Linked DNA regions of Mus musculus: all the other regions are linked to region 3. A link is a contact called in public HiChIP or PLAC-seq and promoter capture Hi-C data. All regions are on one chromosome and are shown on one strand. The core of a region is the stretch at or near the end of the contact, and the rest is flanking DNA. Distances in the headings are between cores, read along the strand shown.

Evidence for each region. Promoter capture Hi-C pulls out the DNA fragments that hold promoters and counts their contacts. HiChIP or PLAC-seq counts read pairs in DNA pulled down with a chosen protein or histone mark.
Region 1: a promoter capture Hi-C map of second pharyngeal arch cranial neural crest shows a contact between it and region 3, with 4 times the contacts expected there. The contact joins the enhancer-like site here to the promoter of Adgrb1 in region 3. A contact is called at or near these places in 9 of 39 promoter capture datasets (the 3T3-L1 cell line, cranial neural crest, frontonasal cranial neural crest and 5 more), 1 of 15 datasets of contacts at CTCF or cohesin (the NIH/3T3 cell line), 1 of 484 Hi-C or Micro-C datasets (embryonic stem cells), 15 of 115 datasets of contacts at active chromatin or transcription factors (SST interneurons, acute myeloid leukemia, craniofacial prominence and 8 more) and 1 of 9 other capture datasets (embryonic stem cells).
Region 2: an H3K4me3 HiChIP or PLAC-seq map of stem cell-derived neural progenitor cells shows a contact between it and region 3, with 27 read pairs. The contact joins the enhancer-like site here to the promoter of Adgrb1 in region 3. A contact is called at or near these places in 12 of 39 promoter capture datasets (the 3T3-L1 cell line, 3T3-L1-derived adipocytes, the C10 cell line and 7 more), 1 of 15 datasets of contacts at CTCF or cohesin (the NIH/3T3 cell line) and 10 of 115 datasets of contacts at active chromatin or transcription factors (embryonic basal ganglia, embryonic forebrain, embryonic hindbrain and 6 more).

The regions. Positions count from the first base shown.
Region 1 is chr15:74,075,216-74,078,794 of GRCm38.p6, reverse strand. No RefSeq gene overlaps it. Among named protein-coding and RNA genes, the nearest start is that of Gm32405, 77 kb to the right of the region's middle. Within about 2 kb of position 2,249, at least 74 of the 459 cell types and tissues checked have an H3K27ac peak or open chromatin away from gene starts, as enhancers often do. A contact at or near this core is called in SST interneurons, craniofacial prominence, embryonic basal ganglia and 2 more, where this site is marked.
Region 2 is chr15:74,023,998-74,027,720 of GRCm38.p6, reverse strand. No RefSeq gene overlaps it. Among named protein-coding and RNA genes, the nearest start is that of Gm32405, 26 kb to the right of the region's middle. Within about 2 kb of position 1,355, at least 6 of the 459 cell types and tissues checked have an H3K27ac peak or open chromatin away from gene starts, as enhancers often do. A contact at or near this core is called in stem cell-derived neural progenitor cells, where this site is marked.
Region 3 is chr15:74,514,125-74,517,748 of GRCm38.p6, reverse strand. It overlaps Adgrb1 (adhesion G protein-coupled receptor B1), which reads right to left and starts at 1,553. Exons shown (of 31, transcript NM_174991.3): 1 at 883-1,553.

The sequences.
Region 1 (3,579 bases), core at 1,000-3,499, 440 kb after region 3:
TGGGATTTATCCTCTATGATGAGTGTGCCTTGGGATCACATGGGTCATGGTCTGGTCAATGTTTTAGAGTGTTCATTTTTTTTCCAGCACTACAGAGGCTGGAGGTCAACAGGTGGAAGGCAGATGGCAGAGGAAGAGGGTGTGGCACTCCTCCAGGTGTGAGGATAATTCGTTCTCAGCAGCAGCAGCAGCAGCAGGACAAGTCAATGACCACAGCTACAGAAGAGTCTGGGAACAGCAGAATGGAATTGACCATCCTGAGCAGCATATGCTGAAGGCAGCTTGGTGCTGCACAGTGTCTCTGTCCCCCCACTATGCAAGCAAGAGCAGGAAATATCTTTTCTTTTGGTCAATAAAGTCATGTGGGACCAGAATTAGGGCCCTGAGCTCTGGGTAGGCATCGCTGAAGGTGTGGCAGGGTAGGATCTGTCTTCAGTCACTGGAGGTTTTCTCCTGGCAACAGACATGTAAGGACTACATGAAAAATATCATGAAAATTCCTTTGGGAGAACTAGGAACTGGGCATGGATTTGAAGAGAAAGTAACCCTTGGGAAAACTTTGAGGAATGAATATGGGGCAACACTAGGCAGAATAGATGGAACAACATGGAGACTGGAGATTGGGAAGCTTGTAGGAAACAAGACAGACAGACAGACAGACAGGCCTCGGGGAGGTGGGGTACAAGGCACAGAGTAGAAATAAGCTAATGATACAGAAGATATGTAGGAAGAACTGGAAAGGCTTTAAAATGCTAGAATTGAGGTCTATGGATTTTATCCTCATGCAGAGTGATTGGGAGGTTCGAAGGCATGGAAGATGTGGGCAGACTTGCATCTTATAAAATGTAATCAGGGAGCTGAGTGGAGGTTGGATGAGGGGATGAGCTGGAGCAGATGGGAACCATTTGGGATACTTCAGTCATCCAGGTGAGCAACTGGCTAGCTTGTGCCAGTAGTATTGCTGTGAGCCTGGAAGGTTGGCAGGAACAACAGAGATGTGAGCATCGGGGATGAACAGGGCTGTGCTGTGTCAGGATGAAATCTAAGGAATGGTGGTGGATTTTTAGGTCACTTAGGAATGGGGATCTGTGAGACACAGGAGAGAACAAGGAATAGAAGTGAGGGCTCAAGGTCAAAGCTAGGATTATCACAGTCTCCTATTTGAAAAGGTTTGTCCATCTGAGGACACATCAAAAATCCTTTTTATTTCTCCACTGCTAGGCAGAGCACCAAGGGGTCTGCTTTCTTGTGTCCCAGAGACCTGCAACAACGATAACAGATGAGCTCTGGAAGCTTTATTTCATCACCACCCAACACCTTCAGTGCACAAAAACTCCAACCTAGACAACAGCCCTGGCTAATAAATTAGCCGTCTGAAATCAATTATAGCTTGACAAAGTGGTTTTTCTCAGCCTCTTGTCTTCTTAAAAGTTGGAGGGGTAGGAAGAAACACTCCTCACCCAGGGAGAAGCAACTAGCAAAAAGAAGAGAAACGATCATCAAGTTTTTTTCTGCTAGCCATGGCTCTGTGCACAGGCAGAACCTTGATTCCCCAACAGGATGTTATTTCTGAGACCTTAAGAGGGCACAAATAACCAGGCATTTACTTGAATAAGGTCAGTGTTCCTAAGGAACAATTAGTAAGCCAGGGAAAATGTGCCAATAAATGCTGATGGAATTAATACGCCGACAGAGAGTGCATCATTAACTCACTCATTCACAGAAGAGGAGCAAAGATCAATACTTGCAGAACACCCACTGAAGCCAGGGTCAAGAGGCATCTCACCCACATCCACAGAAGTGGATTTTTCTGTCCCTATTTTGCCCAAAAGGAAGTTGAGTCACAGGACTTTAAGTGTCTTGTTCAGAATTGAAACTACTGATCTGCTGAGTTGGAATTCACCTAAGTGTGTTCTGGGGCTAGAAATCTCAGGGTAGAAATGTCCTAATGGTGCAGAACACAGGGAGGTAGAGGCTGAGCGAAGGGAAACTAGAACAAGAAGTATTTCCAGAATGGGAACATGTTTCCCATTGTAATTGGTCTTGAAGAGCAGTTTGGGGGGCGGCTGGGGCACTGCAAAGGGTGGGGGCTATAAAACCGCAGACTTTTCAAGACTAACTTTATAGTTTCCATCTATTCCTGACTTCATTTAAGCCTGAAACATTACTGGGAACATAGTCAGAGCCAAAGCCGGTGCCCCTCCCTCCTCCTTGTGCACCGGCTCGTAAAGATTCTGGGCAGCAGCTGCAGCCATTGAAACGGTTTTCATTTCCTTCCTTTGTGTGAGCTGCAAGGAAGCACAGAAAGAGGGAGTGGGGGTGGGTCTGATAAATGATTCCCCAGGAAGGCAACTTCATAAATGGGATGGAATTAAAATACAAGATGCTCGAAGCCCTCCTACTCGCTCATGGTTAATGCCGAAGTGCGCTGGAGCCTTGGCTTTATTCACTTGACTCTGACGGCTTTGCTTATGAGTTGTAAATCTGCTGGGAGAAAGTGAGTTTGGAGCAACAGACGGCTGCAATGCTTTCTCTAGTTGATGTGCTCAGAAATGGAGTATTCCTGCCAGTTGGGCTCAGCAAATTCTTCTTGAGTGTACAGAGAGCAGACAATATGCGGTTCAGGACCATGGACAGCTCCCTGTCCCAGGCGCCTGCTCTGGCTAACAGGGCTGTTTCAGGACCTCGGACAGGACTTTTCTCAGCCACTGATGATCTAATCTGGAAGTCCTAGCTAGGGAAGACAGAGAGGGTTAGCTGGAGAAGGTCTCCAGTCTTGGTTGCTCTTAGGCTGATGGAGCCTGGCACGGATAACAGAATGAGTTAACGACAGATGGTACAAAGGGATGCATTTCATGAAATAAAAATGGTAACTTCTCACACCTACAAGGCCAAGCGCAATGGACAATACTGTACACAGCTTCTGCCACACGTTCCTAACAATACACCATAAGGCAGGCTGACCCATTTCTGAATTTGAAGGTCAACTTGAGCTCACATCCTTGAAAAGGTCACTCAGAGAATCAGGAGCAATGCCAGAGTCACAGCATGCTCTCCCAGAAGATAAGGACCAAATTGGAGGTGGGGCTGGTAGGAAGTCTGGCTTAAGACACCACTGTCTTCTCTGCTATTTCATTAATAACGTTAATGAAAACACACACTCTCTCTCTAAGACACAAATTCCAATCATGTCACTTCTCCAGTTTTAAATCCTTTAAGTGTTGGTTCCCTATGACCACAGGAAAAAGGGAAAACATTTTAAAAGACATTCAAAGCTTTTCTAAGCCTTACCAGCCCGCTTTGCCAGCACCAACTCTTGGCACTTTTTCCCAAATACCTCAGCTTTCAGGGCCAGGGTAGTGGTGCCAGAGAGTCCTGTCCGGTGGCTTGGTGCACTCACTGTCCTCTTGTCTGCAGGGATCTTCCGACCCTAGCTGAGGGTGTGTGATAAACAGACTCTGTCTCTTAACCAAGCTTCACCACCAATATCTCAGCCTCCATGAGGCTTACACCAGCCCAACAGGCAGAGCTTAATATTCTGTTCAGTGTTTGCACACGGCTTTGTTTTAACCTCAATTA
Region 2 (3,723 bases), core at 106-2,605, 490 kb after region 3:
TCTGAAGCAAATGCAAGAGGACAAAGACAGCTGACTCCTGCAGAGTAAGGCCCACTTCTATTTGGAGATGCTAACACCCAGGCTCCGTGCTCCTGAGGGAAACAGTACTGCAGTATTGTTCCATGGAGCAGCCGCTGAGGCTCTGCCTCCCCACCACCACCCAAGGCTATCCCTCTACCCTGTATCACATGCTTATATAGCAGAGACAACCTACTCTCTGCTATCTCTATTAGATCTGCGGACAACTTCCTGTGCCACCCCATCCCACCCCCTGGATTCACAAGTGCCTTTCTATACCAGTGCTCTACCAGGGCCATCGCTACCCACTCTGAGAGCCTGCACTCCATGCCTTCTTGACCCTCTCATACTTAGACCTGGCCCTCTATAAAAGAGAATAAAACGTGTCTGCCAAAGTCTGAGTGGCTCCTCCTCAGCTCAAAAGGTATATGCACACATCTGGATTATACCCTAGAGCTAGAAGGAACAACCCATACAACTGAATGAATGCATGAATGGATGGATGAATGAATGAATGAATGAATCTCCCCAAGCTACTTTTCTCAAATCCTAGAACTTCTTGTTAGGAATTCCCCTATATTGATGAGATTTTTAAATGACAAGGAAGACTGAGGTTTCCAGGAGAAGCTGGCTAGCACCCATGGCATCATGGGAAAGGTGGAGGCAACCGGTTGGTGATCTGTTTTATCAGGTCAGCAAGTGCAAAATGAGCCTGGGGTGCTTTTCATATGGTCGTGTGGGAGACTGGCTCTAGAGGCCAGGCAGAAGGTAGCATTTGAGGATGCTGGATGGACGAGCTGGGCTAGGTGGACAGCGCTATGGGCAGGCACCACTAGGTAGAGGGTGCTGGTAGTAGGACCATGCTGGATATGAGGCAGCGGTGAGCATGCAGGGATGCACAGAAGTTGCTGGGTACAGGCAGGGCTGGTTGTGCCTCAGCCACAAAGGCTATATAGGGGAGATGGGAAGGGGAAAAGCAGGCAGGAACATGTTATTTACATTAACCTTGCTGGGGCTTCACACAACATAGTTTCTCCACAGACTGGCCAGGAACCTAGCGTTCTTATCCAACTTAGTAGAGGAGGTTGCAGACCTGTGCCTGACCCCAACCTCCTGTAAGAGTCAAAGAGGGCTCTGAGTCTCTGCGCCTTGCTCTTTCTTATATGATGGCTGCCTGAAGCTGGGCCTGGAAGTAACTACCCTGCTGTGTTGCCTGTTACTGGCCTCTCAAAGAGTCCACCAGTGTGCTTGGATGAGCCAGGCATCCCTAGAGCCTCACTGTCCTGATGAAGCTGTGCACTGGCTGTGACCGTGGCCTGAGTAACCACGGTAACATTGACCTGTGCCCTGGGAATTTCCCAGGGGGCAAGTGGGGCAGGGCCTGATGGCAGAGCTGCCCAGAGTCTCGGCATGCCATCCAAATGCCAAGCGCTTATTAATCTCACAGCACGAGGCTCCAAAGTTATTACCCCCACCCCTGGCCCCTTTGTCTGGGACATAATTGTCTGGCCTGCCTCTCCAATTCTGTGATTAATTGCTTTGGGCGAAGACAGCGCTGCTTAACTCATTCCTTTCTGCACTCATTTCCAAAGACATGGCAGCTGCAGCAGCACTTGACCCTAACCAAACTAGGACCCTGGCCCCAGAGCTTCATTCACCTCATCCACTAGCTGCCAGCCTCAGTTTCCCCATTCCTGAAATGCAGATGAGGCCTCCAACTTACTATTTGTTCTAATCAGCTCCAGTCCCTTGACAAGGACTAGACGTGTTCAAGCATGCCTATCACCCCAGTCAGCCGGTGGCAGGGCCTGTTCGGGAGAGAATAAACCAGAGGAGGAGGCAGAAGAAGGTGGGAGGGGGCATCTCCACAGTATCATGTGACAAGGGCCATCCAAGGCTGGAGGTCTGGGCACCACAGGAGAGGGACATAGAGGGAGAAACAAGGAACAACAAGTAACAAGCTCCGTGTACGTGCTAAGCAATGTCCCAAGCTGGGACAGTGTGACAAGGCTGTCATCTGGCACCTGGAGTGACAGGTAGCAAGATGGAATTGGTATATAGAGGTAGCTGTGCCTTACAAAAACCCTTGGGGGGAAGATTCCTGCTTTGACAGCCAAACAATTTCCTCCTCTTGTTTCCTGTGACTATGTGTGTCTAATGTGACTGTTCACAGGATGGGACATTTCCATCTCTGTCCTGGGGAGTTTGTCCAACAACTGGAAGGCCCCTGGCCATTTCTCAATCACCAGTTTATTTTCTTTATACAACTCTACGAGCCAGAGAGCCAACCAAGGAGGCTGTAGATAACCTCCTATTCAGAGAAGAGCACCAGGCTAGGTGGCAAGCTTAGTTCTGCCAACTCCTGACTGCAGAGAAGGGAGCCCTTGGACCACATGGCTGGGTGCTCAGCTCACTCTGTAGGAAGACAGGAAGCTTAAAGATGCTGAGCTGTGTGCATGACCAGAGGCAGTGTGCAGGGCCACAGAGCTACAGGGCAGTAGGATAACGGAACACAGAGCCTCAGCAAAGTCACTGTGTCTTGCTAATACTCAGCCAGGACTCTCCTTGATCCCAGTAAGCAAGCTTAGAAGTCTTAGAGAAAACTGGTCACCCGTGGCTAGGCCCAGGGCAAGCGACTGAACCATTTAACTGGGGCAAAGTTTAAAGGGACATATGAAAACACTCAGCCACCAGATAAAAAAGATTTTAACATGAATTTGGAAAAAGTTAAAAACAAGGTGACTAAACTATCAAACTTTTCCTTAAAGATAGGGTGAAGTGCTCAGAGTCTGGGAGTGGGGCTCTTGTTTCTATCTATCTATCTATCTATCTATCTATCTATCTATCTATCTATCTATCTATCTATCATCTATCCATCCATCATATATATACATATATGTATATATATGTGTATATATATATATATGTATATATATATATATATCCCTGTCTAGCTACCATCTATCCATCTACCTATCATCTATCTACCTACCTATGTACCTACTACCAATATATCATCTGTTTATCTATCTATTCATTTATCTATTATCTATCATCTACCCACCTACTAACCTATCATCTATCTACCTACCTACCTATCTATCTATTCATCTTTCTATCTGTCTACCTACCATCCCTATCCACCTATCTATCATTTATCTATCTATCCCAGAGGTTCTCAACCATACTAATGCTGCAACCCTTTAATACAATTCTTTATGCTGTGAGGACCCCCAACCATAAAGTTGTTTTTGTTGCTACTTCATAACAGTAATTTTTCTCCTGTTATGAATTATAATATCAGAGACCCCTGTGAAAGCACAGGTTGAGAACCGCTCATCTACCATCTGTCTATAACCTATCATCAACCATACCTATCATCTATCTACTATCATCTGTCATCTGCCATCATACCTATCATCTGTCTTCTATCTACCACCTATCTAGCTCTCCATCTCCCATCTACCACTTATCTGTGTCACCTATGTATCTACCATGCATATCTAGCTGCCGTTTATTTACTTATGTCTTTTCTCCATGTATGGGATCAAACCTAGAGCCTTACACCTGATAGGCAAGTCCTGTACCCACGATTCACATCCTCCAGTCAAAGGAATGATATTTTAATGAAGCCTTTTTGATGTGGGAGGAGCTGAATATCAACTTCATACACTTCATTTTTAACTTAGTCTCTCTGACATATTG
Region 3 (3,624 bases), core at 304-2,803:
AACGCAACCGGGAGTGCTCGGTGCCCAGCTCCGCTGCTTCGGTCGGAGAGGGCAGCGGGCCGACCCAAAGTTCAGGGCAGCCTATCTGCGCCGCCTGTCCAACCGAACAGGAAAGAACACCGGGAAGGAATGAGCTAGGGCGTATGCGCGTGTCAGTTGTGATGGTGGGGGCGCGAGGACAGCCCTTTTTTCCGAATTTGGAGATAAGCCTCCGGGGGTCTCCTCTGCCATTGTCGGGTCTGTAGGTGAGAGCTGTGACGGGAAGTCTGGGGGCTTTTCTGCCCGCCTCCAGCTCTGTGCTGGGGGTGGGGATGAGATGCAGCCGGGCCCTATAATATATGTAACGGGCTCTGGGTAAGATCAGGGAATGGGGGACACACCGGGTTGTCTCTCGCGAGCCTCCTTGGGCCAGCATAGGGAGCCAGGTGGGGCTCCCTCAGACCCCTGCTAGCATCTCTGTGTCGGAACACCACGGGAACGCCTTCCCCAGCGCGCCCTGGGTCTGTGGGGGTAATAGAGCAGGGGGTGCTTCTCTGACTGAGCCTGCCAGGTTGGCCCGGCTCTGCCTGGTAAGGATGAGGGGGAGGTGAGGAGCACCAAGAAGCCTCTCCCACGTCCAGGGCGCCCCCTCCTCAGCCCGCCCAATGCGGGATCGCAGGGACCTGCCAGATTCCATTGCCGCCGCTAGAAGAGGAAGGGGGCTGGGGAAATGGGGCTTGGGGGGGGGCTTTCAAACTCCCGAGCTCCAAGCCTAATCCTGAGAGCTGCGAAGCTCCAAACGGCGAAGTTAGGAAGTCCGGGAGGCCATCCCTCCTCCGACCCCCTCCCAGAGCGAGACGCCCCCTTTCGCCGCGCCCCCACCCCCTTCGGAGCCGTTCTTACCTTCCCCAGCAGCAGAGGCCCCACGGGCGAGCAAGGACTTGATCCAGCGACTTGCAAAGCCCCCGGAGCGCACCGCGTCGCCAGCGGCCGAGCCGCGCGCCCGATCCGAGCTGGGGCTACTGTCGCTGCCGCCCCCGACTCGCTTTGGGCCCCGCCGAGACGTTCCCAAGAGCGCACCCGCGGGCGCTCTCAGGCTCCTCCCCACCCCCTGCCTGGCGGAGCCCCCCGGGCGCCAGAAGGGTCCGGATGCCCTGGCTGCGGGCTGTGCTGGGCGCGCGGGCCCGGAGGCTGGCCAGGACGCGGCGCGGACGCCTGTGCCGCCGGCTCGCCCGCTCAGCTCGCTCTGCCGGGGCCGCCGCCAACGCCGCGCCCGCCGCCGCCGCCGCCACCACCGCCTGCGCCCGCCGCTCCCTCTCCGGCCGCGCCGCCGCTCCGGTCCTCTCGCCTGCCCGGCTCTTCTCGCCTTTTTTCCCTTCCTGGGGGCGGGGGGGGGGGAGCGGAGCGGAGCCGGGGGCGGGGCGGCGCGGGCAGAAGGAGGAGGAGGCCGAGGACGCGGAGAAGGAGGAGGAGAGAGGCAAGCTGCTCCCCCGCCCGGCTGCCGGCGCTCCCCAATCTCTCGCTCTCTGAAACTGGATCCCGAATCGGGAGCCAGAGACTGCATTACGGATTACATCAGGCTTTATAGAGCTTCCAGATCACACATTAGAGGGGGAGCGCGAGCGGGGGGCGGGTTGGGAGGAGGGGAGCGGGATCACGGAGAAGGAGTGCGACGCTCAGGCGAGCGCACCTAAGACAGCCGACTCCTGCCCCACGCAGCAGGAAAGCCAAGAGTTGGGACTGTGCTCTCCTCCAGGAGCAGGGGAGTGGCTGCATCTGGGTGACAAGTGGTGGACCAACAAACGGATGGTTGGAGAAGAGGAGTTAAGGGCTGTGCACAGACCAATAGGTGTGTGGGTGGTGGAGGCAGGTGAATGTAGGTAGAGGCTGTCGGGAGGGTTGATGGATGGACAGGTAGCCATCAGGGTCAGGGTCGGTGGAATTGCGGAGGCGGGTGAGGGTGAGCAGGACTGGAAGAAAGTGGATTTGGTGGGTGGCACCATGGGGAGGGCTACATAGATGGGTGGGCCACGCAGATGGAAGGATGATGCATGCATAGGTGGATGAGTGGGTGGGTGGGTTGGATGAGTGATGGGTAAAGAGATGGAGTCAGAGGCAGGGACTGGGGCCCTTCCAGGGAGAGCAGGGGTGGGGCACTGAACCACTTCATTTGGGCCTGACCGGTCTAGACTTTCTGTCCTGTGATGCTGAGAGGAGGGGAGCCCGCCAGGGACAGAGTCAAAGGGGGGTGGGTTTTAAAGTGTCCCTGCCTGCCAGTTTCCATCCATGGGTGGAGAGAGACCTCAGTTGCTTTGTCTTCCATCATAAGATCCCTGGTTCCTCCTCTGTTAGGGACCCAAAGGGGTGCCTCTCTCTATAAGGTATGTTCACCCATACATCCCAGGACAACAATGGATGTGACCCAACACATATGTAGGCCACAATGCCATGTTTCAATGTCAAAAGATTTGACACTCTAGGTCTAGGCTGACAACAAGAGTCCTGGAAACCCTGGCCTCAGAAAAGTTGCCTTGTGTTCTTTTCCACCAAGATGCTTCTGCATCAGACCCCTTGCTCCTGTTTCACAATTTGTGATTTGCCCTGAACTCAAAACCTTTTGTACAGGGCCCACTACTTTGCACACTTTAGCAGACCAGTGGCAGTACCATTGCTACCCAAGGACACATGGGGTCCGGATGTTTGCATCTCTCTTCGGAGGCCACTGTCAACAACAATACAAACTCACAGCCACTGTCAGCACTCTCCCTGCCAGGTGTCAGGACCCACACTGCTGTCCTGTAACTCCCACTAAAACATCTTATCAGTTCCATCAACATCACAGTCAACCTACACCTCTCTCTCTCTCTCTCTCTCTCTCTGTGTGTGTGTGTGTGTGTGTGTGTGTGTGTGTGTGTGTGTTGGGAAGCACCTCAAGCCAATTAGATACCCAGGCACTGAACGTGGTACTCTGCATACCAGTTACTCCTGCAAGGCCTCACCTTGCAAGGGTGTCCTGAGGGACCGAGAGCAGGACCACACTAAAGCCCAGACCATCCTATTCGTCAGTACCCTGTTCACTTAGGCTTCTTGAGAAATGCCATTCTTCCCAAGGTATTTGAAATCCCAGAAAGGAGGCGGCATACCTCCCAGGAGACCTCTCACGACCCTCATCTGCTCCTGCTGGGCCTCTGAATCTTCCAGCCCCTGGAGTTTAGTTAGCCCTGCTTTGGCCTTTTTTAGCTGCAGTAACAGCCTGTGGTCACCAGGGGGCCTCTGATATCAGGCCAAGAGACAGCTGAGCAGCAGCGAGGCTGAGTCAGGATCCAAGCACTTTCCACACTTGTTTCTTGCTGATAAGAGAAGACAGCAGAAATCCCTGGCAGGGATCTGGGGATCTGACCTGGAGGCTCTTGGGGCAAGGCTGAGACCTGCTTGGCCTGGGATATCAGGGCAAAAAGGGGATATCCTTCTGAGGATAAGGGGCTAACCGTTCCTCTCCCTGTGTGGGAACTCATTCTTGCCCCTCTGACTGCTGCTCTCTGCAATTTTCCCTCACCCAAGTTTCTGATTCAGAGTCCAGACGGTGCAAGGTAAGACCTCAATGGGATCCCCTTCTATCTTTGCAGACGAGAGCAATGTCAGAGG